Regions from separate parts of the Mus musculus genome. Here region 1 is linked to region 2. Evidence: chromatin contacts called from public Micro-C data. All regions are on one chromosome and are shown on one strand. The core of a region is the stretch at or near the end of the contact, and the rest is flanking DNA. Distances in the headings are between cores, read along the strand shown. Region 1 holds the start of Atp11a (ATPase, class VI, type 11A). Region 2 holds the start of Sox1 (SRY (sex determining region Y)-box 1).

Region 1 (4,022 bases), core at 1,396-3,895, 360 kb after region 2:
TTGTTACACAGCACTGACTAACAGGCTCACAGAATGAGTTAGAGTTTCTGGTATTTTAACAGAGTCTTAACTTCTTTTTCACGGGTTTAAAGTTAAAGTGCTAACATCTGTTGGTAATGGAAAACCCAACTCACCTGGTATTACATTCACTCTTTACCAAGTTTCTGGTTAGCCTGGGTTAATGGGTCTATGACATCCTAGGCTCCTCTCACTTTGGTCATGCTTCTGTCCCCAGCAAGAATGCGTTCCTCTGGCTACCTCCTCTGGTCCTCTGGTGTCTGAAAAGAGACTGCAAAGCAGTAAGCAGCACCTCCAGACAACAGCATCCATTCTTAAAAGAGAAACACATGCTTTCTTTTTTGTTGGTTTTTTGTTTTTGTTTTTTGTTTGCTTTGAATCCTCCTTTTCTTTTCTTTTCTTTTCTTTTCTTTTCTTTTCTTTTCTTTTCTTTTCTTTTCTTATTAGATATTTTCTTTATTTACATTTTAAATGTTATCCCCTTTCCTGGTTTCCCCTCCGAAAACCCCCTATCCCCTGCCCCCTTCCCCTGCTCACTAACCTGCCCACTCCTACTTCCTGGCCCTGGCCTTCCTCTACACTGGGGCTTAGAACCTTCACAAGACCAAGGGCCTCTCCTCCCATTGATGACTGACTAGGCCATCCTCTGCTTACATAGGCAGCTGGAGCCATGAGTCCCACACCATGCGTTTTCTTTGATTGGTGGTTTAGTCCCAGGGAGCGCTGGGGTTACTGGTTAGTTCATATTGCTGTTCCTCCTATGGGGCTGCAAACCCCTTCAGCTCCTTGGGTCCTTTCTCTAGCTCCTTCATTGGGGACCCTGTGCTCCGTCCAATGGATGGCTGTGAGCATCCACTTCTGTATTTGTCAGGCACTGGCAGAGCCTCTCAGGAGACAGCTATATCAGGCTCCTGTCAGCAGGCTCTTGTTGGCATCCACAACATGTCTGGGGGATCCATCCCATATACAATAAACTCTCGATTTCTTAAAAGCAAGGAAACCTTCCTAAACAGCCTCCAGCATGTTCCTCTATGTGTTAATTAGCAAGTCAGCCACTTGCTAGAATGAATGGTGTCAGCTGGAGGGAGCCAGAGAGTCCTGAGCCCCACAAAGGGTGAAGGCTCAGAGGATGAAGTCACTCACTCCTGTTGCACCACCAGGGAAGTGCTTTGCTCTGTATGAAGAATAAGCTAGACACCAGGGCTCACTCCTGTGTTCCAACACTTCAGAGGCTGAGGCAGGATGTTTGTATAGAGTTTGAGACCAGCCTAGAATGAAGATTCGGTCTCAAAAATCCAAACAAGAAAAAAGAAAGGAAGGAAGGAAATGAAACATTCCTCCAAGTAGAACATTCTCTAAGGATAGATAGGAAGGCTTTATCCTGAGGCACATCTGTGCCAGGAATACCCACTGCAATTGTAATTGGCCAATAGCCTACAATTTGGCCCAGCAGTCATGGTAGGAAAGAGATAGAGCATCAGAGACACATGAACAGCCCAGTCAGGCCCACTGAGGCCAGCAGCTAGTCCCTAGACATAGAGGCCTGCTGTCCTCAAGAGTCCACACCACAGCTAGGAGTACCAATGAGCGCTGACTGCCAACTCCACCAGGCTCACAGCAAGTCCAGGAAGCCCGGAGAGAAAACCCTTTGCCCTGAGGCTGGCTGGGTGTCTGTAGCTGGTGCTCCGTGGTGAGCACTGGTGTAGAACTTAGGTAGAAAACAGGGTAGAAGGCGGTGGTGGCTCAGGAGATCAGTTTAGTCACTGGCACCATTGCCACCAGTGTCTAATCCAAACCATAGCAAAGTCAGATCTCCTCCACACCCTGTCAGAACGCTCTCAAATACATTCCTAATCCTCAGGTCTGGTGCTCCTGATCGGCCACTGCAGATCCCTCGTCTCTGGTTCTACCGTTATCAGAAGCAAAAGCAAGGGATGTGGAACCAGTAAACATTAGCTAGATTACGGCTGGGCTGGAGGTAAGGAAGGTTGTTCAGCCATGTGCCACTTCACACCTAGGCAGCAAAGAACCACCTTCCCTGGGTGCTAGCCATGGTGATACAGTTGTAAGGTAGAAGCAGGAAGCATTTGACAGGGGGCTGGACCACAAGGTAAAACCCAGGACTGTGGAGGGTCTTCCCTGAGGCCTGGTTTCTGGAAGGCAGGACAGAGACTGGGCCCCAGGAGTAGGTAGAGGTAGAGAGTAGTGAGTCATGAGAGCTGGATCAGGACGTGTTTGGTTTGGTCTCCAAGGGAGTCAGTCCCAAAAGGGGTGGTAATGTTCGCTCCCTGTAGCCACCTGAGGATCCTGTGTCTTCTGTCCACGCCACGGCAGGAGGTGTGACCCCCCCCCCCCCCCCGCAGGCCTAGGGACCCAGGCCCATGGCACTCGCCATGGAGTCCTGGGCTCACAGCCAGGCTTCCGTTTTAGAAGAGGAGTGAACGGGGCGGGGGTGGAGAAGGGGTGGATCAGCACCCGACGAGCCACGCGGGGGCGATGACAGCCCCCCCCGCCCCCCCTCCCCCAGTCCCGCAGGGAGGCGGAAGCAACAGGGCGGCGGCGACGCGCTAGGGAGTCGCGGCGCGCGCGGGGCCGGGGCGGGGGCTGCGGCGCGCGCATGCTCACACGCGCCCGTGACGCGCGGGGCGCAGCGGGGCAGAGCCGGCTCCAGAGGCGCGGCGGCCGCGGGAGGAGCAGGCGCGGAGCATCGAGCGCAGGCCGCGTCGGCCCGACGGGAGTAGCGCCGGGCGCAGGCCGCCTCCTCCGAGCCGCCTGCGCGCGGGCCGAGACCCTTGGCCGCCGCCGGCGGGGCATGAGCGCGGAGGGGCCGCGGCCGCCCCCCGCGCCGCCCAGGCCGTGACCGGGCGGGGGGCGGCTGCGCTAGCGCCCGCAGCCCAGGGGCTCGCGGAGCCGGGAGCGATAACCATGGACTGCAGTCTATTGAGGACGCTCGTGCGCAGATACGTGAGTGGCTCTCTGTGATGGGTCCGGGGTCCGGGGTCCGGGTCTGGGTCAGGGTTCAGGCCCGGAACGTCCCGCCGTCGGGTCCCCGCCGCGCTCCACCTGCGCTCGGCCAGGCCCACCCGGAAGGCAGTTGCAGCCGGGTCGATCCCGGGGTCGAGGGACATCCATCCTTATGGGGGTTGCGCTCAGCCCCAGCGGGGCGGGCCGACGCGGGGACCGGGACCGGCTGGGACATATGTACGGGGCTGCGGGGAAGCGGGGAGCCTCCACAGGGGAGTCAGAAGTGAAGTTTGCCATCTCTGAAAGTAGTCAGCCAGGTCCGAGTGCGTAGTTCCCGGCTCCCTTGGATGCTGCTGCGCGGTTAGTGACGGAGTGCCTCACCAGGGGAGACCAGGGAGGTAGGTGGCATCCATCAGCCGGGATGGAGCAAAGTGGGTGTGTGTACAGAAAAGAGAGAATCTGCCCCGGGACAGCTTGTCTTCCCTAAGCTGGACACAAGGACCTATTGTACGGCAGCTGGCGCGGGGTGGTCACAGGTTTGAGGAGCGCGTGCCTTGCCCAGTGCGGGCTGGGTACGGAGGGGACCAGAGCCGGCTCTCTCTAGCTTCTCTGAGTGACACTTGTCCTTGGATGTGGGTTTTTCTGAAGGGGAATTTACCCGGGTTTTTCTTCTTGCTTTTCTGGTTAATTTCCATCCAATTTTGGCCTTCCAGTAAGCAAAGAATGAGACTAGGAAACTGCAGCCCTCCCCACCCCACCCCACCCCACCCCACCCCCGTGGGAAGCGAAAGGAGGAGGGGTGGTCTTCTTGGTCCCTGTAGACAGTCACCTGCCAGCTTCCCAGGGCCACAGGACGAATTTTCCGTCCCTGGTGCTGTCTTTTACTTCCACAGTGCCCTTAGGCAAGCCTTCAGCTATTTTATATTTCCTTATCTAGGTAAAATTTCAAGTTAGTTTCTTTTTGCTGTGCTATTCTACTTTCGAAGTGGTATTTTCTCTCAAATCTAGGCTGCAGATATTCCTTAACGAACTTTGCCACT
Region 2 (3,936 bases), core at 1,057-3,556:
ATAGTTCCCAGAATGCCAAACACCAACATGGCAGTATGCATTGTGATGCCGTTTACCTCCTATTTAGATGTCCTAGAAAACAAGAGTAACATCCTATTTGGAAACAATGTTCAGCCCTATGGTAGGAAGAAATGAGACTGTTTCAAAGTCATCTATCCAAGTTTCCTAAGGCATAAAGCATTCCTGCAAAGCTCACTGGAGTGCAGGGTGTTTATAAAATAAATTGCCCCATTGATATGGAAAATAATGTGCCAGGCTTGATTTACACAAAGCATTTTCAGGGGGTCTTTGGCTATTTAGTTTAAAATCTAAATTGAAAAGCACAAGAAAGAAATCTTTCAATTGCTAAGTGGATAATATAGTTTATAATTTGTAAACCGTTTCCTTTATTTCAGTCTTGCTGACTTGCCCTAACACAGCGGATCTCCCAGCACACCCATCACCTCCTAAGTTATCCAAGGAAAATGGTTCTACGGCATTCTTAAACAATAGTCCTATTCGTTTTTGTTCATTTACAATGTAACTGATATTTGTAGGTAGTTCGTGAAACAAATCAAAAGATTTAATAAACTTGATGGCTGAAATAAGAAGGTAGCTGAAAACTAAGTTTATGACCTAGATGTTTATAAAAATATGAAACGATGTTTCCCTTCTAGCACAATTCTATATTATTTGATGAGTTTTCTAGTAAGTGCTGAATGGCCTGAAATGAAAGCTCAATCGGGCTGAGGGCTGTACTGTGCTGTAACAACCTGAGATAAAAAAAAATAATAATAAAATAAAATAAACCACTGTAATAATCATAGCAAGGGAGCAACGGCGTCAGGAAATTCACAGCCTCAGATGTTTTTGTTAGTGGGGGGGGGGGCTGTCATATGTTCACCGTCCAACATATTGGAACACCTGTATTCTTGCTATTATCCGGGTTATCTGTCATCAGAAGAGCCTCTGGATTACACGCGAGGCGGTCTGCAGGCATCTGACCAGGCTTGCTTTACCCACCAGCAACCTCCCGAAGCACCTAGATCTTAGAAGTAGAAACTCTATCCTCTCCCCTCTGTACCCCGCCCCAGGATATCTGAAGAACTTGTAGACTCTAAAGGTCTTTCTGGAAGAAGCCTTTACAATAACTCCCCCCCCCTTTTTTTTTTTGGACATGATGGTCTGATCCCAAGTAGCCTGGGGTGGGGTTGGAAATCTCTTATACATCCCGGAATCATATTTGTTCTGAGATTCATGGATTACGGCCATTTGTGTATGTCTTGATCATCCCCAGAACTGCCCTTTCTTTTTCACAACATACGAAGAAACAAAAACAACAACATACAAAAAGGCGGCCCTGTCACTGGACCTTCCAATTCCGTTTCAGCGCCCGCACCCCACCCCCACCCTCGCAAACCCGAGTTCACACGATTTTCAAAATCCTTTGGCAAACAGCTTCTGGGAGAATCGCTTCAGAAAAGCATAGGCTAGGTAGGTATTCTTTTGCTGTTTCCACAAACTTCTTTTTACTGTCGGAGTAACAAGATTCCAGCTAGATCTTGGTTTTGACCTTCGCAGAAATTCAAGAGGATATAGAGTAAATTGGCACCTGACTATAACACTCCGCTCCATTAAAAGACACCCCCTCCCCCAAGAAAGTTCGGGGTAGATTAGGGAGCTAGGAGCGTAGCACCACACAAAAACCGCTGCACCTCTTGCCACGGAGACCCGAATTATAGATCCCGAATCTGTAAAGGCCTTTGCAGGCTCTGAGAATGCACCGAGCGCCAGGGGTGGGAGAGACTGAGCCGCCCCGCTTGGCCTGAAACCCAGCAGAGGTACTTTGGGCCTAAGCCCCCCCCCCCCGGGAGGATCTCCCCCGCACCGCTGTTATTCTGCACTCCCGGCTGAGCTGAGTGCAAAGTGAGGCCTCTATCTCCAACTTTCCCCTTCCCAGCGGGCACAGAGTTGGCTGGCTGGGGACAGGGGAGGAGCTGGGTCTCCAATGAGCGCATTTAAACACGACCCAGGGCTGTATTCCCCCCGCCTCCCCCGACAGCGATTCTTTCTTCCTCTGGGTTTTCAACCCAATCGTTAATCATTCGGAGCGCGCGGGCGGGGAGAGGCAAAGGGGGCGAGCTCTGGGTTCGCCGCCGCCGCCGCCGCCGTCGCCGCCGCGCGCGCGCGCTCAGGAAGCAGTGTGGCTGTGACCCCGCCCCCCCGCGCCCCCTTTTCCCCCTCCTTCCTGCCCTTGTTCCCCCCCTCTCTCCTCCTCCACCTCCTTGCTCCGCCGCCCGCGCCCAGTGTATCTACTCCCTCCCCACGTCACTCGCCAGCGCGCCATGCAAATCACCGCCGCCGCCGGTTCCCATTGGCCGCGGCGCGCTCATTTAATGGCAGCCCGGGCCCGGCGTATGGCTGCTGGGCCCCCCGCGCCACCGGCCCCGCGTGCGCCTCCGCTCCGAGCGCACGGCCTCGGGCAGGCAGCGGACAGCTTGTCCTGGGCACAGCGGCACAGCTCTCTGGCTCTCTGCTCGCGTTGGCACTCCCACTGCTGTCCCTAACCCCCTCCCTGGCTGCACCGCGATCGCCCCCTCCGAACCCCCCTCCGAGTCCCCCTCAGCGCCTGGCTCCCCCCAGGCACCTGGGACCAGCACATGCCCAGCGCACGCGGCGCACCGCCTTGCTAGAAGTTGCGGTCCCAGAGTTGGAAGCCGCCAAGGAAGCCAGCACAGGAACGGAGACTTCGAGCCGACAAGAGGAGGCAGCGAACCCTGCGTCGGGCCCAGGGGCACCGCTTCAGACCCAGAAAGTGGAGCCTCAACTTGGCCACGACTGCACCTGTTTGCACAGTTCAGCCCTGAGTGACCGGACGGCAGCAATCAACCTGGCCATCGGCCTCTTTGGCAAGTGGTTTGTGCACCGGGAGAAACTTTCCACCTGCGAGCTGGACCCGCGCTAAGTGCGTGTGCTTTTGCCTCTTTTTTGTTGTTGTTGTTGTTGTGGCCTCCACCCAACCCCCTTCTCTCCGCTAGGCACCCACCGCACACACACCCCCCCCCCCAGTCTCTCTGGGCTGATCCTCTCTCCACCCACCCACCCCCACCCGGCCGTCTATGCTCCAGGCCCTCTCTTTGCGGTACCGGTGAACCCGCTAGCCGCCCAGATGTACAGCATGATGATGGAGACCGACCTGCACTCGCCCGGCGGCGCCCAGGCGCCCACGAACCTCTCGGGCCCGGCCGGGGCGGGCGGGGGCGGCGGTGGGGGCGGGGGCGGCGGCGGCGGCGGGGGCACCAAGGCCAACCAGGATCGGGTCAAGCGGCCCATGAACGCCTTCATGGTGTGGTCCCGCGGACAGCGGCGCAAGATGGCCCAGGAAAACCCCAAGATGCACAACTCGGAGATCAGCAAGCGCCTCGGGGCCGAGTGGAAGGTCATGTCCGAGGCCGAGAAGCGGCCGTTCATCGACGAGGCCAAGAGACTGCGCGCGCTGCACATGAAGGAACACCCGGATTACAAGTACCGGCCGCGCCGCAAGACCAAGACGCTGCTCAAGAAGGACAAGTACTCGCTGGCCGGCGGGCTGCTAGCGGCCGGCGCGGGTGGCGGCGGCGCGGCCGTGGCCATGGGTGTGGGCGTGGGCGTCGGGGCGGCGGCGGTGGGCCAGCGCTTGGAGAGCCCAGGCGGCGCGGCGGGAGGAGGCTACGCGCATGTCAACGGCTGGGCTAACGGCGCCTACCCCGGCTCGGTGGCCGCGGCGGCTGCGGCCGCGGCCATGATGCAGGAGGCACAGCTGGCCTACGGGCAGCACCCAGGCGCGGGCGGCGCGCACCCGCACGCACACCCGGCGCACCCGCACCCGCACCATCCGCACGCGCATCCTCACAACCCGCAGCCCATGCACCGCTACGACATGGGCGCGCTGCAGTACAGCCCCATCTCCAACTCTCA

What was found. Hi-C and Micro-C count contacts between places; a contact is called where the count stands out from the background.
Region 1: a Micro-C map of embryonic stem cells shows a contact between it and region 2, with 2.1 times the contacts expected there. The contact joins the promoter of Atp11a here to the promoter of Sox1 in region 2. A contact is called at or near these places in 1 of 39 promoter capture datasets (embryonic stem cells), 3 of 484 Hi-C or Micro-C datasets (all in embryonic stem cells), 2 of 115 datasets of contacts at active chromatin or transcription factors (both in embryonic stem cells) and 1 of 9 other capture datasets (adipose tissue).

The regions. Positions count from the first base shown.
Region 1 is chr8:12,754,371-12,758,392 of GRCm38.p6, forward strand. Atp11a (ATPase, class VI, type 11A) reads left to right here and starts at 2,646. Exons shown (of 30, transcript NM_001293667.1): 1 at 2,646-2,982. The coding sequence starts at 2,944. It overlaps Gm33587 (a long non-coding RNA gene), which reads right to left and starts at 2,526. Exons shown (of 3, transcript XR_378725.3): 1 at 2,317-2,526; 2 at 135-289.
Region 2 is chr8:12,393,213-12,397,148 of GRCm38.p6, forward strand. It overlaps Sox1 (SRY (sex determining region Y)-box 1), which reads left to right and starts at 2,307. Exons shown (of 1, transcript NM_009233.3): 1 at 2,307-3,936. The coding sequence starts at 3,149. All of the region lies in intron 1 of Sox1ot (Sox1 overlapping transcript), which reads left to right.